Linked DNA regions of Mus musculus: regions 1 and 3 are each linked to region 2. Evidence: chromatin contacts called from public HiCAR-type and promoter capture Hi-C data. All regions are on one chromosome and are shown on one strand. Each heading gives the region's core, a stretch centred on a gene start, on an enhancer-like site or on the middle of the called end of the contact. The rest is flanking DNA. Distances are from core to core; before and after follow the strand shown. Region 1 holds the start of Fam219a (family with sequence similarity 219, member A). Region 2 holds the start of Npr2 (natriuretic peptide receptor 2). Region 3 holds the start of Trmo (tRNA methyltransferase O).

The links. Promoter capture Hi-C pulls out the DNA fragments that hold promoters and counts their contacts. HiCAR-type assays count read pairs that join an accessible place to other places.
Region 1: a contact with region 2 is called in a promoter capture Hi-C map of liver, with 2.5 times the contacts expected there. The contact joins the promoter of Fam219a here to the promoter of Npr2 in region 2.
Region 3: a contact with region 2 is called in a HiCAR-type map of astrocytes, with 4 times the contacts expected there. The contact joins the promoter of Trmo here to the promoter of Npr2 in region 2.

The regions. Positions count from the first base shown.
Region 1 is chr4:41,567,369-41,570,996 of GRCm38.p6, reverse strand. It overlaps Fam219a (family with sequence similarity 219, member A), which reads left to right and starts at 1,459. Exons shown (of 6, transcript NM_001159583.2): 1 at 1,459-1,820. The coding sequence starts at 1,761. Dnaic1 (dynein, axonemal, intermediate chain 1) reads right to left here and starts at 1,203. Exons shown (of 20, transcript NM_175138.4): 1 at 979-1,203. The coding sequence starts at 1,005.
Region 2 is chr4:43,629,912-43,633,577 of GRCm38.p6, reverse strand. Npr2 (natriuretic peptide receptor 2) reads right to left here and starts at 1,643. Exons shown (of 22, transcript NM_173788.4): 1 at 727-1,643; 2 at 1-53. The coding sequence starts at 1,393.
Region 3 is chr4:46,387,376-46,391,101 of GRCm38.p6, reverse strand. It overlaps Trmo (tRNA methyltransferase O), which reads left to right and starts at 1,665. Exons shown (of 5, transcript NM_001347095.1): 1 at 1,665-1,784; 2 at 3,360-3,534. The coding sequence starts at 1,709.

The DNA of each region.
Region 1 (3,628 bases), core at 210-2,709, 2.1 Mb after region 2:
GAGACAGCCTCTCAATGCCTACAGAGCTCTAAGACTGATCGGTTCTTCAGCTGTAGATGACACGTGTCAAAGAAGCAGAAGGCACAAAGTTGATATACAAGAACCTCTACCAAAATATGTGAAGTCTTAGATATCATGGGCACAGATTTGCTCTCCAAACCTCAATATACCTAGGCTTAAGTATAGAAAAGCATTTTGTTTGTTTGTTTGTTTGTTTGTTTGTTTTTAAAGTAGATGCTCTGCTAGACGTTAGGAAATAAAAGCAATTTCTATAGGACAGAAAGAGTCATTCTTTTATATCGCAGAATGCTCCTTGAGAACCTGAGACTAGCTTATCATGTGTGGTGATTTGGGGAGTAATTCAACTCTCCTGTGAGAAGGGATAACATATTGCCAGGTGACAGAAACATAACGTTCACAAGGCTAAGTGAATGAGGGTCTTATAAGAAGGAAACTTGTGTTGGAGGGCAGGGAACATGGTTAGAAAAAGGGTCTTTTTTTCTTCCTCTCTGACTTCTTGCTCCAAATTCCTGCACACGATCTGTTCTATTCCGTGTCTCCTGTGCAGTTCTCATGCCCCCTCTCTGAGTTCCCACATGGCAAATGTCCCCACTTACTTAGCTCTGCAGTGACCATGCTGCAGTGTTGAATAAAAAAATCCACTGGGACAAGAATGAGAGGGGAATGAGGAAGGGACTCAGTGGAGTGTTGGGAGATTAAGGGCGAAGACAAGACAAGATGGGTCTGTGAAGAGATGGAAGTAATAAGAAAAAACCAGATTCGGTTAAAAGTAAAATGACTGTGGGTTCAGGAAAATTTGGGAGAGGAGGGCAGGATTTGTGAGAAAGAACAGGAGAATCAGGTCAGTGGGAACACAAACCAGGAGTCACAAGAAAGAGAGGTTGGAGGTCAACAGGAAATAACTGGCGGTTAAGGTCAGAGGTCTTCAGAAGACAGCAGGCCACAGTAAGACATTACCTGCTTACGAATCTGTTTCGAGGGCATTGCCGCAAGAATAGAAAGCACCTCACACCCTGAAAAACCTACAAAACGCTTCCTCTCCTGGGGAGTAGTTTCTCCTTCTTGACCACACACAGGAAGTGCAGACTCTCTTCCACTTCAATTCCCAGTCACCAGGGTTCTTCGGGGACAGCTGACGTTGTGGGTCCTCGCGCCCTTGTAGAACAGCATCAGCTCCTCCCTGACGCGGTTACCCAGCAACCGACAGGCACCGGGTGCGCAGGCGCACCTAGCGCCCCCTCCGGACACGGGGAGGAGGCGGAACTTGGGCGCGCAGGGATCCTCTGGCCCCGCTAAGCCCCGCCTCCGCAGAGAAAGATAAGTCCGCCCTCCGCGCAAGGAGCTCCCGCAAGTGGGAAGGGCTGGGGCACCCAGACACCGCCTTCTCATGAATAATGCAGGATCCGGGCGGTGTCCCGGACCCGGAAGTGGAGTTGCAGAGTCACCGCAGTGGCTGAGCTGCTGACAGGAGGCGGCGGCGGAGGAGGAGGCGAGGCAAGACCTGCGGCTCCGCGGGGCTACTGCCGCGGTAGCTCTAGGCAACCCCACGGAGCTACGCCGGTCTCAGTCATCCCGCGAGCCTCTCGCCGCCTATCCATCCTTCCATCCGCCTATCCGCCCGACCGGTCCAGGGCGGCCTAGTCTGCATAATCTGCCGGGCTTCTGGGGCCGCCGCCCCGCGCGGTCCCATCGGCGTCCCTGGCCGCGCCCGGCCCCTGGCCCGCTCGCCCGCCGGCACCATGATGGAGGAGATCGACCGGTTCCAGGTGCCCACCGCGCACTCGGAGATGCAGCCGCTGGTGAGGGGGCGGGCGGCGGAGAGGCCAGGGCCGGGAGGGGCGCCGCTGGAGGGGAGGGAAGGAACTAGGCCGTGGGGATTGTGCGAGGGGGCGCCATCTGATAAGGTAGAGGGAGTCCTGAAAACGCTTTGCCGGGGGAGGGAGATTTGCAGAGCGAGAAAACCGTGGGAGATTACCAGCGGTGCGAGCGAAGGACCTGAAAGGGCGGAGGGCACGGTCAGCAGATGCAGAACGCCGTCGGATAGGACCAAGGGAGGCACTCTAGTGCACACCTCTAGTGGAGGGCAATTTAGGAGGATGTCACAGAGCATCTTTGGCAGCAAGCCCGGGGGGTCGGATGAGAAAGGCGTTTAGCTCCCCGAGGCCTGTGATGCTCAGGGCGAGGGAGGAGGCCAGCAGATCAGTCTAAGGAGGAAAGGAAATAGGCCTTTAGAAAAGGAGAGGCCTGCCCGCCGGTCCTTTAGATAAATATAGCAAAGCTGAGCAGGAACCAGGCCTTGATGGGGGCAGAGGTTCATTGCAGAACCTGGGAATTTCCTTCCTCTCGAGAGAGGAGCCCCATTTCGATCTGGGGGCATCGGGAAGGGGAAGAGTTTGCGGTGGCGAGATGGAGACTCAAGGGTGTCCATGGGAAGGTATCTCCAGGATAAGAGGTGGAGCTGTGCTGAAGTGGGCCGTGCCGACCGGTTCGGAATTCGGAAGAGCCCCTATCATCTTAGGCCTACGTGTTTGGAGTCTTTGCTGGGCGGGGATCCTGCCTCCGGTCCGTGGTCCTGGAGTCAGGCAGGAATGATGTCATCGATGCCGGCGCCGAGGGGATGGAAGGGGGAGGGCGATGCCAGTTTATGGAGGCATGGCCTAAAGAAGAAGGTGCCTCCTGGCCATTGCCCTGAGGCTACCTGACTGTCATTGCTGTCAGCATATGGGTAGGAAAGTCAGAGGCCTAGCCAGCTGGCCTAGAGAATAGAGAGGAAAGAATGTAGAGGCCATGTTCATTGCTTAACCCACCTTGGGGCCTGTGCTAGTAAGATCTAAAACGAGGCGTGATAGGCCAGGAACCAATAGGTAATGGATGCCTTGCTCTCTGCTGGAGCCAACCTGTGCTCTCCAACTCCTGAAGCTTGAGGGCTCCCCACGTCTCTTCCCTCTGTGTTAGTCAGGGTGGCCCAGAATAGCTTCTTCCCTTGGGCCTTCGGCTCCCAAACTGACAGGTAGGCTTTGTGGTTTCCTAGGTAAGGAACCCGCCTGTTACAGTAGCCAAGGTGAACCACAGTGGGAAGTATGACAATCTCCGTTTGCTGGATAATCAATTGCCGTGCAGCTGGAGACAAGTGTCTTCTACGGTTTGTGACGCTGAAACAGATGGGCTTTGTACAGTGTTAAACTGAGAGATGCTGCAGGACTTTTCCCTACCTTGATGTCACTGCCGGATTCTTTGGGAACCGGAAAATCTCCAGGGAACAGTTGGTTCTGTGGATGTAAAGAAGGCCCTTGGGCTGAGTTAGAACTTAGTAGGCTCCCTACCCAGCTAACCTTGTTTTCAAACTAGGATGCCCTTCCAGTTCTAAGCTGATCCTGTGTGGGTGGGTGGATGAAAGGGGTGGAGGTCCTAGTAAGTCTAGGAGAGGAGGTAGTTCTTGTTTCTTATCTGAGGATTCCAAGATAATAGCTATCCAAGGGCAGAGAAGAAAGAATCAAGCCATCAGGATTGTGCAGTTGTTTTTGGTTCTGTTATTTTCTGGTATTCTTTCTTAACCCTGGGTAGAAGACTCTGGGGCTGTTTAGAGACGTTTGTGGTGAGAAGATGC
Region 2 (3,666 bases), core at 394-2,893:
GGCCTGAAGCAGGATCTCATGCAGCATTTCCAGGGGGCCGCAGATATACACAACTGGGAGTGCACAGGACAGAAGGGCACCCTGAGACAGCATCCAGGTCCCCCCTCCTCTCTGAGTCATCCCATTACAAGAGAGTGCCCTACCCATCGACCACCCAACAGATGTTCCCATCCCTCCCCTTAGAGCTCATGTCGCAAGTGCCCTGGGGCCACATGGACCATCTGGTCCAAGTCAGAGCCCAACTCCAGACCCCAGAGACTGGCGTGATGACCCAAGCCCCTCCTTCCCCCAAAGCTGTGTTTGCTAGACTTCACAGCCCCCACGTCCCCTCCTGCCTACCTCTCCCTAGGCTCACAAGCACTTGTGCTCACAATTTTTGTGTGAGCCTTACCTGCTTTCCCAATCAAACCTGAACCCATAGAGTCATCTCTATGCTACCAAGAGGCTTTGTGTTCCAATCTAAGGGGTCTCTGCTCACAGACAGGTGCACATTTCAGATCAGACATCACCCACATCCACTACTCAAACCCCAGCCCCAGGCTCAGCCTTGCTGACCTCTGACTGATGCCAGGTTCTCTCAGGAGCTCTGTCCTCAAAAGTTCCTCCATCCCAACCATCACATAGAACTCTCCCCTTCCTATCTCTGCCTATTTCTCTGTGTTGCACTGCTCCAGGGACATAGCGGCCCACCTCCCCTGTTTCTAAAACAGCCCGGGCCACACTTACTGCGCCCGTTGGCTCTGATGAAGTGGGTGGCTTGCTCAGGGCCACCTGGCTCTCGGGCATACACCTGGTGCTGCACACTGAGGTTGCTGCCCTGCAGGGCCTCAAAGACGCCCTCGATGGTGAAGTAGTGGGGCCGGTCATCTGTGCGAGCATCCAGATACAGCAAAGCAGCCCGAGCTGTCCAATTGAAGTGCCCGTGCAATGTCACTACAAACTCACCCAGCTTGGGCGCAGAGGGGCCAGTGCGAACCAGGGTACGATAATGCTCATTCTTAGCTGCAAAGCCAGAGGCCACTGCCCCCGCAGTCAGGAGGGGAAGGCGCCAGTGTGAGGCAAAGCGAGCCACAGAGGCAGCGGGGTACACACAACCGGGGCCCAACAGAAGGTCGGGGTCATGGTACAGCTTGAGGTCCACAGCGCGCAGTGGTGCCAGGTACTCAGAGCAGGCGCCGTCTAGTTCGGAGCTGACAAACCGCAGGTCCACGGGCAGTGCCCGGCCCAGTGCCTCCACAGCCAGTGCCACAGCAGGACCCACCCGTGGCCAGGCCCAGGCATAGCTCAGGTTGTGTTCTGGCAGCACCACCGCCAGCGTCAGGTTCCGTGCCCCCGGAGGACGCACCCCACCTGCCAGGGCTGCCACCACCAGCAGCAGGGATGGCAGTGCCATGGGGATAGAGCAGCTGACCCACGGTCCCCCGAACCAGGGGCCGCTCTGGCCTACTGGGCAGGCACAAGCGCCACCCAGCCTGGAGCCTGGGGAAGAGGGCCAGGAAGAGAAGTGGGGGCAAGCTTAGTCGGCCCGGATACAGAAAGTGCTGGGGACCACGCAAGAAGAGGATGGGGGGAAACCTGGGTCGGGAAGGAGTGGGCTACCAGCCCACAGCCAGGTCCAGGGACTAAGGATAGGGTGGCAGAAGGAAGAAGAGACCAAGGGGGCCTGCGACCGGGATGAGGACAGTGAGAGGTGAAGTAGCCTGACAATTCCAAGCCGAGAAGGGAGGAATCTGAGCCTGGGATGGGGTAGGGACTTGGGGGAGGCTGGCACAAAGAAACGGCCCGGGGACACCTCACAGCTGATCGGGCCGGGAGAGCAAAGAGCTGCGAGAAGCCAGAGCCCCGGGCTGAGGTGGGAGGGCGCCCGCCGCGGAAGGACTGGGACATGGGCAGGCAGGGAGCGAAGCGAGGCCTGGGCCAGAGGGGAGGGAAAGGCAGGGGTGACTCTCCCAGTGACGGCTTCTCCCGAAGCTCCTGCCTGGACTAACGGGCCCGGGCGCTGGTCCCATCCGGAGCTGCGGCGGCCCCGCCCGTGTCCCCCGCTCCTCTCCGCTCCGCTTCTCCCGGGCCCGGCGGCCTGCGCTGCCCGCCGCTGCCTCCCGCCCCCCGCCTGGGCCCCCGCGCGCGCCGCTCGCTCGTCCAGGTCAGGTCGCCTCGGCCCGGCGCGTCTCCGCTCGCTGCGCCCGCGGCGGCGGCCGAGTGTGACTTCCCCGGCAGGCCGCCCGACCCCGCCCCTCCCCCTCCCCTCCCCGCCCGGCCCCACCCTCCGGCTGCTGCTGCCACCCCCACCCCTGCCTGGCGCCCAGGGACCTCCCAGTCCCCAAACCACCCGGTGAGCGCCCCAGGGGCTCAGCACCCCGGGCCTCTAGGCCAGCGAGGTTCATGGGCGTCCCCATACTGTAAGGGCCTTCCTCTGCTTCCCCCAAGCCCCTTGTGCACAGGACTGCTCCCATCTCACTCATGCCTGCCTTCTTCCCTTGACACCCCACTTTTCTTAGAGTCCATTCACTCAATCAGATTTCCGCAGATGCTCCAGTCTCCAGGAAACTGTCAGAAATCCCCAATCACTGGGTATCCATTTATTCCTGGGTAGGGAAAACTCTACCCATCTCCTCAACGCCAGAGTGCTTTTCCTCAGGCAGGAGGAAGTCAGACCCTCATGGCACCAAAGGACTCCATTCTTCTCGGATCTTTATGGAGTCCACGAGTCCTCCTCTTCCTGGGGACTCAACTCTCCACTCTGTTTCTGTCTCCACGGTCGTTCTGCTCTTATGCCTATTGGATCCATCAGCCATCTGTTCCCAGGGCCTTGTCCTTTTGTCTTCCTGAGCCACACTTGGTGGGAGCTTATGGACTGACTAAGCCTAACAGGCCTCAGCAATTAAAGTTCATTGTACCCCCACCTAGGGATCCACCTCACTCCTAAAATTCCAGGCTAGAAAGTTCATCCAGGTACCCCTTATCTGGAGTGCTGACCCCATCTGGAAGAACAGCTTGTGAGAGATGACATCATTGCAAAGGGAACAGCTATGGCACCTTGGGGAGTTCTCAAATTATCAAAAAGGACATGCACATAAACACATTCTCCTCCATGCCGACAGCCAGTTTCTCTCCCACTTGAAGCCACTTCTCCAGAAATCACAGTGCCAAGAAGCCAAAGGCTCCCCAGCAGAGACTGAGAGCTTGCAGGCTGAGGACAATCTTTCTCTGAGATGAAGGCGACCCCTAGTGGCTTGAGGAGAAATTAAGGACCGAGTCTTTTTATTCAGAGCCATGAGTTCTGGCTGCTGTAGGCTGGAACACGAAAGAAGCTAATTGTTTCAGCTCTTGCCTTAGAGGGGCACACAGCTAAAAACCCTGGTCCCTGGAGTGAACACAGAGGTCATAAGAAAGCCACATTGACAAGTGGCCCTGCTGGATGCTCTATCCAAATAGAAGCTTATGGGTACCCCTCCCCCCTTTAAAGAACACCGAGGGAAATGAATTCTTGCTCCAGGCTGTCAATCCTGTTGGTGAAAAGGAATTATGCTCTGTCTGGGCAATAAAAGGAAGAGCAGTCACAAAGGGGATGGACAATATGAAAAAGACACGACTCTCAGGCCTGTCATCTTGGGACTGGGAGACTGAGGTAGAACGACCGTGAATTTGAGTAGCCTGGGCTACATA
Region 3 (3,726 bases), core at 416-2,915, 2.8 Mb before region 2:
CTACACCTAAAGACTTTAAAAAAAAAAAAATTGTGTGTTCGTAGCTCTGGCTTACCTCCAACTCGGAGATCTGCCTGCCTCTGTCTCCCCAGTGCTGGGATTATAACATGAGCCATCAGGCCCAGCTTTTAAATGTGTGTGTAGGTGCCTGTGGAGGTCAGAAGAGGCATCAGATCCCCTGGAAGTGGAGTTACCATAAGTTGCGAGCTACTACGTGGGTACTGAGAATCAAACCTGAATCCTCTGGAAACTTGGCTGGTGCTTTGAACTGCTGAGCCATCGCTCCAGCTCCTTTTGCTCCGCTATTTTTAATGACAGATTCCTAGGTCTAGTATCTCCAAGTCTACTTGGTTTTGAGTCTCAGTGGTTGGCAGAGTTGGGAATTAGACGCAGTGAGTGGCAGATCTTGATGGAGGGCAAGCCCCTTTCACTTTTGACTGTCTTATTAACAGCGCCGACTAGTGGCAACTGCAGCTTAGCCCATTTTTACAGCGTGTACGTGTTGCCCAAAGGCACACAAACTTGTTTCTCCAGCTAGACAACAACTCTATCTTCTACAAGAAAAAGGGGGGTAAAAAACTTTTGGAAATTTCATGGACAAAACTGACAGAGGGCACAGTATCAGTTTTAACTTAAGAATTCACAACTTTCTCTCAAAAACCTGTCTCCTAATACTGATTATTTCCTACTAGGGACTTGTTTAGTCAGTGACAACAAACACTTGGAAACAGCTTTTCACGGTTAAGCCTTTAATCCGTGGATTCGCATTTTTTAATATTTTATATTACAGGTAATGTCAGGTGGATTCCCCCCTCTCTTCGAAACCAACAAGATTTTGAAATCCCCAAACATAATCATGTATGCAAAGAGTTTGGGTTAAAGAATCTTTTTTTGGGGGGGAGGGGCGGTTAAAGAATCTTACAAGTGGCTAAAGAGCAGGCAATTGGAGCAGGGAGAGAAAATACGGTTTTTGCTGGCTCTTCATCCTTATTTCGGTTCCAGTGGTTTGGAGCACAAACGTTCTCACTTAATAACTTCTAGCCTAGCTTGCTTGTAACACCTACCATTCTTGATTTTCTTGCCCTTTTCCGACAAATAGTTATTACTTAAAAAGTGGAGGGGAGTGATAAATATAACACGTATGCCCACGTCCAAGGGAAATTTTAAACATTTAACGTCCAGCTCTTGGGCCGCTAGTTGGCTCAGCGAGTAAAGGAACCGGCTAACACGACCTGACTTTGATCCTGGGAGCTACGCGGCCATGAGGAGTATCGGCTCCGGCATTTTGTCATTTGACTTTGACATGCTCCCGCGCACACAATAAATGGAAAAAAAAAAGTCCCAAACTCCAGTTCTTTTGCTATGTGATCATAGATGGACATTCACATCCTTTCCCTTTAAACTCAAGGTTATTTTTGGTCACCGAGGCCGCTTATAATTCAAGGGTATCTTTGCGTGTACATCTTTATCCACATGTCCCACCTTCGGAGGGTATGGTGCAGGCTGTCGCGAGGCCGCCATCGCCGCGTGGTGGGTGAATGATGGGCCTCACGGCGTCCGGGAACCCACCCTCCACGCGGCAGCTCGGCCGCCATTGAGCGCGTTCTCCAAGACCCGGCACCTAGCGACAACTGCGCAGGCGCCAAAGCCTAACGCGCGGAAGCGGAAATCAGCGTTGGGCGCGCGGACGACTCAGCGGCCTGTAACCATGCGCGGCTTGGAGAAGCAGGGCTCGTGTGCTACGGCGGCCCCATGTGGGTGCGTTCAGCCGGCCCTGGAGGCAGGTAACGTTATGGAAAAAGGTGGCGCCGCACCCTAAGCTAGGCGGCCCGCTTCCCTGGCCAGAAGAACGCGAGCCACCTGACGTACATTCTTGTCCTTGCCGCCAAAGTAAGGGTCACGTGTCTCGACGACCACGTGACATGCTAAGGCTAACGGGAGTGACGTATTAGGATCTTGGTACACGGGGTGTGGTCTGGGCTTAGTTTCAGTACAGTAGCTGCGTCGGCCACGTGTGTAGTGTGGTCTTTTTCCGTAGGGGGTTACAGGAAGGTGGGATGTGTGTGACTGATGCCCTCATTTGGTCCAAGTTTCTTCGCCTTTAATCTTTTCCCACCAGTACATGGATGAGGATTTAAAAACAAAACCCCCAAACAAACAAAAACTATACAGTAGTAATTGTAAATATTCTTGGAGAAAACGTCAAAGTTGTCAGAAGCGCACACAATATAGATGGAGAGAGAAAGGCAGTTTATATAGATAATTTACAGGGTGGTGTCAGCTTTTATAGAATTCAAAATGTATTGTTTAGGCTCGAAAGTACATATGATAAGATCTCTTTCTGAAAGGAAGTAAACGATGATAAAGATCAGATTGCAGCTCCTGGAAGCAGTCGACAGAGATGCAAGAAGTGGCACTGAGGTCTTTGGAGTGGCTGGCAGGTGTATTATGCTTTAACTTACATACATACTATATGTGTATGTATGTATATATATATATATATATATATATATATATATATATATATATATATTCTTTTCCCCCCTCTGTATAAGAGTATTTTTGTCTCCACACTCCTACCCTGGAGACAGGATTTTTCTGTGAAGCCCCGGCTGGCCTGTGCTCACTCTGTAGACCAGGCTGTCCTCTTGTTGGTTTAGAGCTTTGAGGTAATGAATTAGAACCTCTAAGAATCTCCACTTTGTGCTGCCCTCTTCTTGTGGCAGGAAGGGTTCTGGGTATACCTGAGCTACACCTAAAGACTTTAAAAAAAAAAAAATTGTGTGTTCGTAGCTCTGGCTTACCTCCAACTCAGGGATCTGCCTGCCTCTGTCTCCCAAGGATTTAAAATAGGTCTAATACATCACAACAGTAAAAAGAGTTTGTATAAGCAAAAAGCAAGGAAACATATTGTGAGAGTTAGTGCTAGATCTTACTGGTTGTGCTAATAAGATATAATAGGATAGATAGGTTTGATGCAAATTAAATAAAATGGAGATCTGGAGTGTCCCTATAAAGAACATAAAAAGAAATAATTATAAATTATAGTTTATACTGCATAATATACAATCAACACATGTATTAATATAATTTATGAATTTTTATGACTATAAGTAAAAATTGAGGTGGGTATGCTGGTGCACAGTTGTGATCCCAGCAGTTAGGGGATGGGGCTAATGCTGGAGGTGTATACGTTTGAGGCTGGCATGAGTTACATAGCAGGACTTTATTTAAACATGATTTTAATAGTTGTGTTGTACCTAGATTTTAGAACTATGAAGTCAATACTGAGAGGAAAACATGTTTTCTTACCTCTTGGACCCTTTGAGTAATGATTCTCATCCAGTTTTCTTCCATAGGGAATCTTTTAACTGAGCCAATAGGGTACTTGGAATCATGTTTCCCAGCCAAGATTGGCACTCCAAGGCAGCCATCCATCTGTAGCCACTCCAGAGCCTGTTTGAAGATCAGAAAGAACATCTTTAATAACCCTGAGCATTCCTTGATGGGCCTAGAAGAGTTTTCTCATGTTTGGTAAGTCGTTTTCTGGTTAGAAGTGGCAGCTCGGGCCCTGAGAGAGTGTGACAAATGAAGGCAGCTTTGAGGTTTGTCAGCTATACCACCCTCGTCTATATATATGGATTATGTATGGATTCCCATATTCAATTTGTGCATTTGATTGTTTGCATACTTGGACACCATTAGGAATTTGTGATTCACTGACGG